Regions from separate parts of the Mus musculus genome. Here regions 1, 2 and 3 are each linked to region 4. The links are chromatin contacts, called in public Hi-C maps. All regions are on one chromosome and are shown on one strand. Each heading gives the region's core, a stretch centred on a gene start, on an enhancer-like site or on the middle of the called end of the contact. The rest is flanking DNA. Distances are from core to core; before and after follow the strand shown.

The links. A called contact is a pair of places that touch in the nucleus more often than the background predicts.
Region 1: a contact with region 4 is called in a Hi-C map of granulocyte-monocyte progenitors, with 3 times the contacts expected there. The contact joins the enhancer-like site here to the promoter of Bank1 in region 4. A contact is called at or near these places in 3 of 39 promoter capture datasets (embryonic stem cells, macrophages and neutrophils), 9 of 484 Hi-C or Micro-C datasets (the C10 cell line, ECoMG-derived neutrophils, LSK cells and 5 more), 2 of 115 datasets of contacts at active chromatin or transcription factors (microglia and neural progenitor cells) and 3 of 9 other capture datasets (adipose tissue, liver and macrophages).
Region 2: a contact with region 4 is called in a Hi-C map of bone marrow-derived macrophages, with 2.2 times the contacts expected there. The contact joins the enhancer-like site here to the promoter of Bank1 in region 4. A contact is called at or near these places in 3 of 39 promoter capture datasets (embryonic stem cells, macrophages and pre-B cells), 1 of 15 datasets of contacts at CTCF or cohesin (pro-B cells), 8 of 484 Hi-C or Micro-C datasets (B cells, LSK cells, bone marrow-derived macrophages and 4 more), 1 of 115 datasets of contacts at active chromatin or transcription factors (large pre-B cells) and 3 of 9 other capture datasets (adipose tissue, liver and macrophages).
Region 3: a Hi-C map of the Ba/F3 cell line shows a contact between it and region 4, with 2.6 times the contacts expected there. The contact joins the enhancer-like site here to the promoter of Bank1 in region 4. A contact is called at or near these places in 5 of 39 promoter capture datasets (cranial neural crest, embryonic stem cells, macrophages and 2 more), 2 of 15 datasets of contacts at CTCF or cohesin (CD8 T cells and pro-B cells), 10 of 484 Hi-C or Micro-C datasets (B cells, the Ba/F3 cell line, LSK cells and 6 more), 3 of 115 datasets of contacts at active chromatin or transcription factors (the 230-238 cell line and large pre-B cells) and 2 of 9 other capture datasets (adipose tissue and liver).

The regions. Positions count from the first base shown.
Region 1 is chr3:136,425,498-136,428,316 of GRCm38.p6, forward strand. No RefSeq gene overlaps it. Among named protein-coding and RNA genes, the nearest start is that of 1700030L20Rik, 22 kb to the right of the region's middle. Within about 2 kb of position 1,499, at least 40 of the 459 cell types and tissues checked have an H3K27ac peak or open chromatin away from gene starts, as enhancers often do. A contact at or near this core is called in ECoMG-derived neutrophils, adipose tissue, bone marrow-derived macrophages and 4 more, where this site is marked.
Region 2 is chr3:136,229,159-136,231,858 of GRCm38.p6, forward strand. The region is part of intron 6 of Bank1 (B cell scaffold protein with ankyrin repeats 1); the gene reads right to left. Among named protein-coding and RNA genes, the nearest start is that of Bank1, 96 kb to the right of the region's middle. Within about 2 kb of position 1,408, at least 9 of the 459 cell types and tissues checked have an H3K27ac peak or open chromatin away from gene starts, as enhancers often do. A contact at or near this core is called in bone marrow-derived macrophages, where this site is marked.
Region 3 is chr3:136,251,673-136,254,372 of GRCm38.p6, forward strand. The region is part of intron 3 of Bank1 (B cell scaffold protein with ankyrin repeats 1); the gene reads right to left. Among named protein-coding and RNA genes, the nearest start is that of Bank1, 73 kb to the right of the region's middle. Within about 2 kb of position 1,344, at least 32 of the 459 cell types and tissues checked have an H3K27ac peak or open chromatin away from gene starts, as enhancers often do. A contact at or near this core is called in the 230-238 cell line, the Ba/F3 cell line, adipose tissue and 2 more, where this site is marked.
Region 4 is chr3:136,324,668-136,327,367 of GRCm38.p6, forward strand. It overlaps Bank1 (B cell scaffold protein with ankyrin repeats 1), which reads right to left and starts at 1,399. Exons shown (of 17, transcript NM_001033350.3): 1 at 1,203-1,399. The coding sequence starts at 1,272.

The sequences.
Region 1 (2,819 bases), core at 249-2,748, 100 kb after region 4:
TAGCCAACTTGGAGAGCCCCAGGTGAGTGAGAGACACTGCCTCATAAACCAACGTGGACAGTACCTAAGGAACAAGAGCCTATGTTGTCCTCTGGCTTCCTCACACATGCACACACACATATGCCGACACATGCATACACACATGAACATACACATGAGTGAGTTTGGACGGGAGATGAAGCATTGAAATCTGGGGTACATGTGGACTGTGTGAATAGAGTGGAGGAGAGAGAGCAGAAGGCAGAAAGGGGCTTCAGCTGCTTGGGTTTTTTTTCTCTCTCTCTTTTGATCTTTTTTGTAAACAAAGGCTTTCCTTGTGAGAAAACACCACAAACCATAAATCCCATTTTCATCATTATGCCTGCTGTTGCTCAGAGCACTCAGCTTTCATTCTGTCCCCAAGCTGTGACTATTCCTTCTGCATTTACCTTTCATACTAAGGGACCAGTTCTGACAAGCCAGGGAGGTACCTAGGACACCCAGTATAGAACCCCTTTTTCCCAGGATCATCTTAGTATCAACTTCTCCTATGCAAGAGCTCATCTTAGAACCAAACCCTTCCTGGGGCTGGTGGCGTGGGGGTTGGGAAATGAGGGGGAGCAGTCGAACACATCTTTAATCCTAGCAACTGGGAGGCAGAGGCATGTGGATCTCTGTGTTTGAGCCAAGCCTGGTGTGCAAAGTGAATTCCAGGTCAGCAAGGATTATACAGAGAAACCCTGTCTCATAAACAGCCAGAAAATAATAGTAATAATAGCTCTTTATTGAAAGATGTGTAACTGACAGGATCACATCTACTCAAGTCTAAAAGCTCTTCTTTCGGTCTCCTCTGCAGCTTTCTCAGATCCATTCCCATAGATAGCATGCCACAGAGTTGTGTAAAAGATGACTCCCGTTAATGTGTTATACATGAAAACTTTCCTGAGAGAGAGAGAGAGAGAGAGAGAGAGAGAGAGAGAGAGAGAAAGTGCATACTTCTTGTTCTGTGCTCTTTTAACAAATGAAAGTCAATAATGGGTTAAGTTCTTGTGGACAAGGAAATTGTATTTAAAAAGCAAAATCAAGTCCACCAAGAGTCCTTGCATGGAACAGAGAGGGGTTAAATTGCAGCCTGAGAAACTGAAAATGAATAAAGTGGCAAGAAAAGCAACACTCCCCCAACACCATATCACAAATGCATGTTAGTGACTTCCAAAGGAGCGGTCACTGCTGGTTGGCTACGTTTGGCTTCCTCTTGATTGCATAACTCTTTTTGCTGACAGTTGTGCAGACTCCCTTCTCTTTCTCACATCCTTCTCTCCTGCCCTGGAGTCACTTCTCCAAAAAAAAAAAAAACCAAAAAAAAAAAAAAATTCGACCACAGTCTCAGGATAGTACTTGATTCCTGTTGCATCCAAGACAGCGGGTGCACTCGTCAGGAATCCCCTCACTTACCCACCTCACTCCTCAGGGTCTAATGCCTGCTGGACCAGCCCCTCCCTTATCTAGAACACTCAGCACCTCCCTCATCTAGAGTGCTTAGTGCCCTGGCTTCAAGCTTCCTCCGTGCAGCCTCCAGTCTTCCCCTGCGCATGCGCTTCTTGCATTTCACACACTCACACTTTCTTCCCATGAGGCAAACATCTTTTTGCACTGCTGGGAAAAAAATAAAGGAAAAAAAATTAGCAAGGCCCCAATTAGAATCTAAGAAATTTCTGCCCAAAGCAGCCCACCACGCAGTTTGTTGTTTGTTTCTTCTTAGCAGTGTGATGTGTGCAGGCTTCTGCGGAATAGATACACACCACCAGGAAAGGAAATTTCCCATTCTCCTATTTATTAAACCTGAAGACTAAAATGTCAGAGAGCTATAGAAATATATTTCAAAATTCAAATATTAACTCGTACATAAATTGTACCAAAAAAGGGGATCTAGGTCAAGCCCTTTAAGCTAACAATGGAGAGAAAATCACCCCCCTACACACACACACACACACACACACACACACACACACACACTTAATTTGTGCATAGGGGAGGTGCTGACTGTACGAATGGCGTAGTTAAATAGTTAGCAAGGCATCAGACCATTAATTTCCACATTTTGTTTTGCCCCCTAGCTTTCACTGACCTCAGTGACTCTCTCCCTTGGGTTGCAGGAACATTCCTAAGTCAGGCTTGTATGAAAGACCTAGCCAGGTTCACAGCCCTTAGCAGGCCACTCCACACAGTCTCTCACTGAGTCTGTCTCTTTCACCTTTGTCTCTCTCAGCATGTCTCCCCAGCTCTGCAGCAGACACACATGCATTCATTCTGCCACAGCTTTGTGCTCTCATGAAGAGAAGTTTCTCTCGGACATACTTGCTTAGACAACCCACTGGAGCCTTTTCCCTCAGGAGTCTCATCTCTTTGGACTTTATGTACCAAAAGGAAGCTCACCAACCCTCTGCTACCATGTATACCAAAATTTCCCAGGCGCCTGTGGTTCGTGCTGCATACCAGTTGGCCTGGACCAGGGCCTGGCTCTCCCTTTCTCAGACAACCTACAGCCAAGACCTTTACTCCTTTGATTGTGTTTCTCCCCAAATCACACACTCAAAGCTTTCAGTCACCAGAAAGTCAATAGAACAATCCAACTTACCTGAACTCCTCTGAGTGCAGGGTTGTGAAAGTCTACTGAACATCTGGGTAACACTCCTTTACTAAATCGATACTGTAATATCAATACTTCATGAAATCAATCAATACTACTAAATCAATCAATACAATCAACACAGTACAGTAATTCATCAATGTTACAAAATATTCTCTGGCCATAGTTCCCTTCCCAATTACTCTAATTC
Region 2 (2,700 bases), core at 158-2,657, 96 kb before region 4:
TAAATGTTCAAATGGATCGTTTCCCTGTTGAAACGATAAATTTGCCTCTTCCTGCTGATGGAGTTTTCAGAAGTTCTTAAGGCAAGAGTGAACTTCTGTGGATTTTTCTAGTCCCAGCTTTTAGGCTCTTTATGACACTAATAGGACTGCACAGAGGCTTTTCAGCATTACTGTATTGTCTCTGGCCACATGTGGCAAGATTATCATTAGCTCAAACCTTATGCCAGCCACTCTCAGTTCATCAAACGCTAGGCAGGAAAATGACATGTGCACTGAAGTGATGGAGAGATGCACACTGGAGCAAGGACTCTGTTGATGACAGCCACAGGATACAGCTTGTCCCTGTAATCCAGAGGCCAGTAGGTTGTACTACAGACAGCAGAATCACAGAACTTACACTCCAAAAGCCCACCTGGAAATGTTTGCAACAAGGTAAAGTGTCCGAATATGATGAAGAAGAACACTACATTTTCAGCTTTCTTCTCAAAGGGATTAGAGATCAGATTTCAGATATATTTAAGCATATCTGAACAAAATTTAAACTATGTTCTTTGAAAAATTGTAGTTATAATAAAAATATGTACACACACAGCCTCCTCCAAAAAAAATAAAAATAATAATAAAAAAGAGCTAGGCTTCTTGTAAGTGACTTGATATCTGGCTCCTAACATCACTTCTGTATTGTGGGGATTAAATGGTAGCACAGGAACCTGTGAGGAATTAAGTTAACACATGTAAGGCATTTCATCTCCTGTTTGGTGCAGTTAAACATAAGTCACAGGAGCTGGCTGTGAATAGGAATAGCATTTGTTCTTGCAGTTTTGTTTTCTCTTCCCTTCTTGTTCCCTTCTCTTCCTAGAGGGAGAGAAAAGGTTGTTACTTACTGGGCTTAAATGAGCCAGCTTGCATTTCTTGGTGGGTGTATCAGTCTGGGAAAAATAATGTAGTTTCTTTTCCCCCCTAAACTAACTGCCTCTTTGACAATCAGCTAAATTATAGATCTTCCTGTTCATGACACAGAATACCCTGTATTACATAGACTGTAGCAGTACTATGAAGAACATAAGGGGATGAAGGAATTGTGAATAGCTGCAAGTGGTTCAGAAGTCCAAGTGGCTGAGAGCTACTGAACAATTGCAGCAATTGCGCTGGCCCAGCCTTCCCATCACCCAGCTGCATCCAGACTTTTTGGTGATGGACAAACCATGTGTATTCACATATAAACCAGAAACCAAGTAGCAGATCCTGAAAGTGATCCTGACTCCCAGTGATGCTCTTTGGAAGTCTTGGCTTTAGTATCTTACAAAGCTGCTCAGTGTAATTTTTTTACATCAGTTTCCCATTGCACAGTGATCTATCCACATACTAGCAAGTCCCAGATAAATCCAGGACTCTCCCAAGCTTGTTTGAAATGTTTCTTGTTCTCCTCCGAGTGAGAACTGTTTCCTTTTGGAACATCCCCCCCCCTCCCCAGGAGAAAAAATCATTTATAAGTCAATAGAAGAGCATTACAAAGAGAAGGTTGACACAGATTTAACCTCTTCTGTACATCTACCTTATTGTTACCCATCCACAGCTTTGTCTACTGAGGGTAAAGCATAAAACTGAATGCCAAATGAGGAAGTATGCTGTCTCATGATGATGAAATAACTAAGATTGGCTTGAAATAAAAAGCAAGAGTTACATTAGTGATGACTCTTTATTATTTTGCTATGCAGTCTTCTTTTAAAGGGGAATTTTAGGAAATTCTAGGTTCAGTTTCCTGACTTGTCTTTCATGAATAAAATGCTGAGTCATCATTAATATACCGCTTGCTTTTTAATAAACACAGATGTCTATGGGTCATCCTATGATTTATAGGTATGTTTGTGTTGAACACATTTTCAGTCTCTCATGCGTACATTCTCCTCACAATGCTGTGGCCTTCTCTTTATCTTAGCTAAAATATAAAGAAACAAACAATATATCTTTAATAATGAAATATTTCACCGATGAGTTGGAGACCTGTTCTGGGAAACACACTCAGGGTTATACTTGCTTTGATGTTTGCCTAACATTCAAATATGTTTAGTGTCTTACTCAAAAGAAGTGTTTTCCCCTTAATATTCTTAAGATTAATACTATAAAAAGAAGGGCATCTCAAACCTTTTCATCAATTCACCATGAACATGATGAGAGACAGGTGTGGGGGTCTTTAAGAGGAGGTATTTTGAAAATAGCATGGAAATATTTCAGTGTCAGGAAGATAAGTTGTTTTGTTGCTAAACAACATGTCCCAAAAAACATTTAGGAGGAAGGGGTTTAGTTTAACTTACAGTTTAGTTTACGATCAAGGGGAACCAAGGTAGGAACTCAAGGCAGGAACTGAAGCAGAGATCACGGAGAACTATGACTTGCAGGCTTGCTTCTCTGGATTCACAGCCTGGCTTTTTATGCACTCTAGGACCACCTGCCCAGGTGGCACCACTCATATGGATCATGAATCAAGCCCCATTGATTTGTCTACAGGCTAATCTGATGGAGGCAATTTCTTAACTGAGGTTCCTTCTTCCCAGGTGACTATTTTCTGTCAAGTTGAGCAACACTCAGTGGCACCTGGACTGAATCACATTCACATCTATCTTGTTATTTTATTGTGTTTATTGTATTACATTCATTTGTATTTCATACAGGAATCACTGTGTCATAAGTTTTATAGCA
Region 3 (2,700 bases), core at 94-2,593, 73 kb before region 4:
ACCACTAAAGAGCGACATGTCTCACAAAGTAAGTGAACACAGGACAACTGTGCCAACTTCACAGAAGCCTCAGACAGGAGCATGAGTGCTTGATGCCACCATTAGACAGAAGTGATGGTGACTCATTTGTTGTAGGTGTACACCAGGAGACAGGATTTAACTTTAGTAGGATTCCTGCTTTGGATAAGATAAGCTACTGTCATGAGTGTGCCTTGTGCATTATGTAATACATTGCATCTTCTGGTTTCTGTCAACTAGATGTCAGTAGCAATCGTGATAATCCGAGATGCTTGCAGTATTGCTCAGCTTCTTCCCCTAGAAAAGAAAGGTAAAACTCTTTCCCAGTCGAGAACCACTATAGCATCACATCTTTGAAGCCATGGACAGCGTGCACAAGAGTTGCTGGTCTAGATACCATCAATGAACTCATGTGGATTTCACCAGAAAGGTGAAAGTGGATGTGTTATTAGAACAAAGGCTACTTTTGGCAGACCTAAGTAACACCATATTCCTTATATCTGTTACTTCACAATACAAAATCCAGGGTAATATGCTATAAAGTCGAAGGTCCTGAGCAGGAAACACGTGAAAATGCTCTATGCTAAAATAGAACGAAGTATACAGTCCTGTAGAAACTTAAAGAAAGGTTCTATCTACCAACCAAAGAGCATACATGGGCTGGCCAGAGACTCCCAGCACATATGTAGCAGAGGCCTGTCTTGTCTGGCCTCAGTAGGAGAGGGTGAACCTAATCCTGTAGAGACTTGATACCCCAGACTGGGGGGGGTATGGGGGATTCTCTCTCAGAGGTGAAGGGGAGGGAGGATGGGGGAAGAACTCTGTGAGGGGGGAACAGGATGGAAGCAACATTTGGAATGTAAAAAAATAAAATAATTAATAAAAATATAATAATTAATTCTTTAAAAAAGTCTCTAACAAGAAGCCAGTTTAATTTTACACAGAACTCATCTACTTATTTGTTTCTCAAAGACCTGGGGAATAATTCTTTTAAGTAGAACAATGGATCAATATTAAAGAGCAAAATCAGATTTTCCTCCTGATTTTGAAGCAGAACAAGATTGTCAAGGCTTATGGAATTGATAATCTGCGGAAAGAAAGGTGTTGGGAAAGGTTACAGCAGAAGGATCAATGCTCCCCAGCTCCTGGGATCACAGGCAGTGGGGAGCTGGCAGTTTACAAAAGCCATCTCTATAGACCAAGAGCGGACAGTGAGCTGAAATGCTGTAAGAGACAAGTCCACAGACCCAGTTTCTGTATAGCTACGAGGCAGGGGTGGTGCTGGGGAATGGGGTGGGGAGGAGGAAGAGCAAATGACTAATTCTCTGAATAGGGAAGGAAGTCTGTGCCCTTATCAAACACATGGTCATGTCAGCATGTTAGAAATATAGACCTATGGGTTTCAACAGCGCTAGGTATGAACGAGGCTCACTTCCACTTGCCTAGAAACTGTCAGGGATATCATTGATAGACTATGGAAGTTTTAGGATCCCAGAAACATCTCTATAGTCCCTTTGTTAGGAAAAGCATTGGTCTCTGTTCTCTGCCCACCCACTATCTAGAAGGCTTCTCAGAAATGAGGTTCAAAGGTTGTCATTTCAGATCATTGGCATATACTGAACATTCTCCAGGGAAACCAGAAACACAATTTTCACTCAGCTGGAACCAAATGATCTTTTCTGTGGTGCTTCAAATTGTACTAAGATCTACTTACTGAAAGCCCAAGATTTCTTGCGATAACTATTTTTGGTCCAAAGGCTGAGATTATTTTGAAAATTTGGAGCATAATTCTGGGTTTAAAAATGCCTTATATGATTGCTTGACTTCTAGGGCTTTTAAAAAGGTAGAGTTCTCAAGACAGATCTGATATTGAAATAGCTTAACTTTATCAGCTCTGAAAGAATTCTATCCACATCCATAAATATAAGAAAAGCCCAAGATGATCTATTGAAAGGACCCCTGGCAAATCAGCTGCATAAGGAATGTCTGCTTGAGGACACCTGAAGCCTGCTATTGAACTTCAATTTTTGTGTGACTAATATGGGGAGGGTTTTATAATACTCAAATTATACTGCTGCAGATATTTTTTAAATCAGCTATTTAGACACATTGCATAACTTCTGGGGAACTATTTTTACTCTGAGTGTCATTTTATTTCCTACTTTGATTTCATCTATTTGAAACTAGATCACATTGCTTTTATTACTTTCCCTGTTTCTTCCATAGTTTCTTGACTCCATAGGAGCGACCAACTTTGGTTATTCAGCCCCTTTCTCCCCAGTGTAAGCTACCCATTCTGTTACCCTTGTGGTAACTTATCTTTGCCTATGCATCTGTGTCTAGTATTGGGAAAGTGGACAGTTCAGATTCCCAGCATGTCTATGGTAGTATCCAAGTGGTTCTATTTCCTCAAGACCTGACAGGAAAGTGACTTAGAGGGACAATTCTATCAGAACAGCATGCTGGGTGAAAGTGAGAAATTTAAACTTCAGCAACACTAAAGAATGGTCACCTTTGATGGCCATAGAGTTGACAGGTGGCATCGCAGACCTCCTGATGTCAGGTCATGTAAATCCACCAGCCTCTTCTAGATGGATCTTTTCAAGAATCTCCCATAAGGCTCTTTTATACTGTGGTCCTTTACATCCAAGGACACCATAGGTATTGATATCCAACACTGAT
Region 4 (2,700 bases), core at 149-2,648:
ACCAGAGGGTCTCAGGCCATCTTCCATTGTTATAGATACATTCCCCATTTTAATGGAAAAAAAACAACCGTTCACATTTATTAAAAGTGTATCTCAGACACTATTGCGTATGCCAGCAAGATTTTGCTGAACGGACCCTGATATAGCTGTCTCGTATGAGGCTATGCCAGTGCATGGCAAATACAGAAGTGGATGCTCACAGTCATCTATAGGATGGAACACAGGGCCCCCAATGGAGAAACTAGAGAATGCACCAAAGGAGCTGAAAGGGGTCTGCAACCCTATAGGTGGAACAACAATATGTACTAACCAGTACACCCCGGAGCTCATGTCTCTAGCTGCATATGTAGCAGAAGATGGCCTAGTCGGTCATCATTGGGAAGAGAGGCCCATTAGTATTGCAAACTTTATATGCCTCAGTACAGGGGAATGCCAGAGCCAAGAAATGGGAGTGGGTGGGTAGGGGAGCAGGGCAGGGGGAGGGTATAGGGAACTTTCGGGATAGAATTGGAAATGTAAATAAAGAAAATATCTAATAAAATAAGTGTATCAGACCCTAAAAACAACTAAAGCCAAAAGATCCTACCTAAAATAAAGTTAATAAAATACAATAAAAATAAAAATGTTATGAGAATTTTAATTCTGATTAGTAAATTAAAATAATTTCAGGCTACAATTTCTTGCTGTATAACTCACCAGGAACACCTCCTATAATCATGTTAATATTCTGGTGAAATCTCTTTACCAAAGCTAAGTTTTTAATGCTTATTCTGGAACTTCACATGCATTTAAAAATAAAACCAAAAGGAACTCAAACCAAGCACCTCAGCAGTCATTTGAAAATGTAAACTATCTGACATAGTCAACCAAGTTGACTCCGTTCCTTTTTCTCATTTAGGAGCTCATGGTTCCAGGGAGTTGGTTTTATACAGACTGATCCGGGGCAGGGGAATGGGCAAGGATGCTTCAAACGAGGCATTTTGCTCCATGTATATACATTTCAGATGAGATCTAGCATTAAAGCTGGGTGCAAAGTGATTTTCAAAAGTAGAGAAGCCCCCACCCCACCCCCAGGTTTAAAGACACCCAGGTCTTGGTAGCTCCCAGGGCAAACTGTCTACTGGTGGCCCTTAGTCTCAGAAGGACTCCAGGGTCATCATGTACCCTCCACCCAAAGCCCTGACAAACATGAGACCACCCACCTGGAGGTGCTAGGCCAACCTGGAACAGATCCTGGGTGCTACCCCTAGTGCCAGAAGCCACAGGAAGCATTGCGGGAGGTTGGAGCCTGGGAGCTGCAGTGGCCAGCCCTGCCTGCAACTTCCCCTGCAGACCTTTAGTTCCGATGGTCTGTGGCCCTGCAGCTTGCTTCCTACTCTGGGGATTGTGGCCCGAGGTTGCCGGAAATGCAGCCCAGGGGCTCAGGCCGCAAGGCTAGGGTTAGGCCTTGCTGGGGGAAGTGAAATTGCTCAGGCTTGCTTTTACTTAGTTTGAGAGAGCTGTCTTAGGTTCCCTTTCTCCCAGGCTATCTTTAAGCTCAGGTGACCTAGAGCTTATAGCTTTTCTTATTCTGTTCTGTATTTCTCTGCTATGCTAACCCTTCCTTCTGCAAGACAGAAAGTAGACTTTTATAAAAGGAACTACTTGACAGAGGCATAGATAGAGATACCGTGACAGAGATATAAAGGTATGAAATTTTAGTATTTCATCTTACCCAGGCTCCAGGCTAAGTCTGTGTGTTATAGAGTGATTTTCATTCCCACATGAGAAGTTTTTCCTAGATCTGCTCTAATTTTGAAATGGGCCAGGTCAGAGACATACACATACCCTATACCCTTCTCCTCAAACATGAATTATGGCTGTGTTCTTGCTTGTTTGAAAGAATAAGAAATACCCAAAGAGTTATCCCAGAGCCTAACAATGAGCAAATATCAAAAATCACTAGACTACAACCTAACCAAAGTTGGAGATCGTTTGACAATCAAATTCAAAGTGTGTGTGTTGGGGGAGGAGGACTGGAAAAAGGGATAACATTTGAAATGTAAATAAAGAAAATATTCAATAAAAAAAAGTGTGCAAGTAACACACAGTTGCCATGGACCACTTTTCCTTCTTCGAAAAGAACCAGAAAGTTCTACTCTAAGTGTTTTTGGAATACTGTAACTATCAAGTGTCACAGAAAGTCATTAACTTTCCACACATGCTAGATAAAATTCATAAAGCAAAATGTGAGGAAGCTTTGAAAAGCATTAGATATACATTTATCTTCTACATGGTACTTCTTATTTGATCATCTTGAGTAACTCTTCCAAATTTGGAACAATAAAGCCAGTATATGAAATGATACCCTGACGTGTGAGCGGCTGCTTATGAAGGACAGCTTACCCAGAAATGTCAGCAGAGTTTACAGGGACATGGGTGTCACTCCGGTCAATGTTTTCAGAAATGCAATACTTAGGAAAGATTAAGTCTTCATAGGGGAGAAAGAAAGGGTGTGGTGTATTAAAAGGAAATTTAGTGTATTTATATATATATATATATATTTTTTTTTAAATTAGGTATTTTCCTCATTTACATTTCCAATGCTATCCCAAAAGTCCCCCACACCGTCCCCCCCCCCACTTCCCTACCCACCCACTCCCATTTTTTGGCCCTGGCATTCCCCTGTACTGGGGCATATAAAGTTTGCAAGTCCAATGG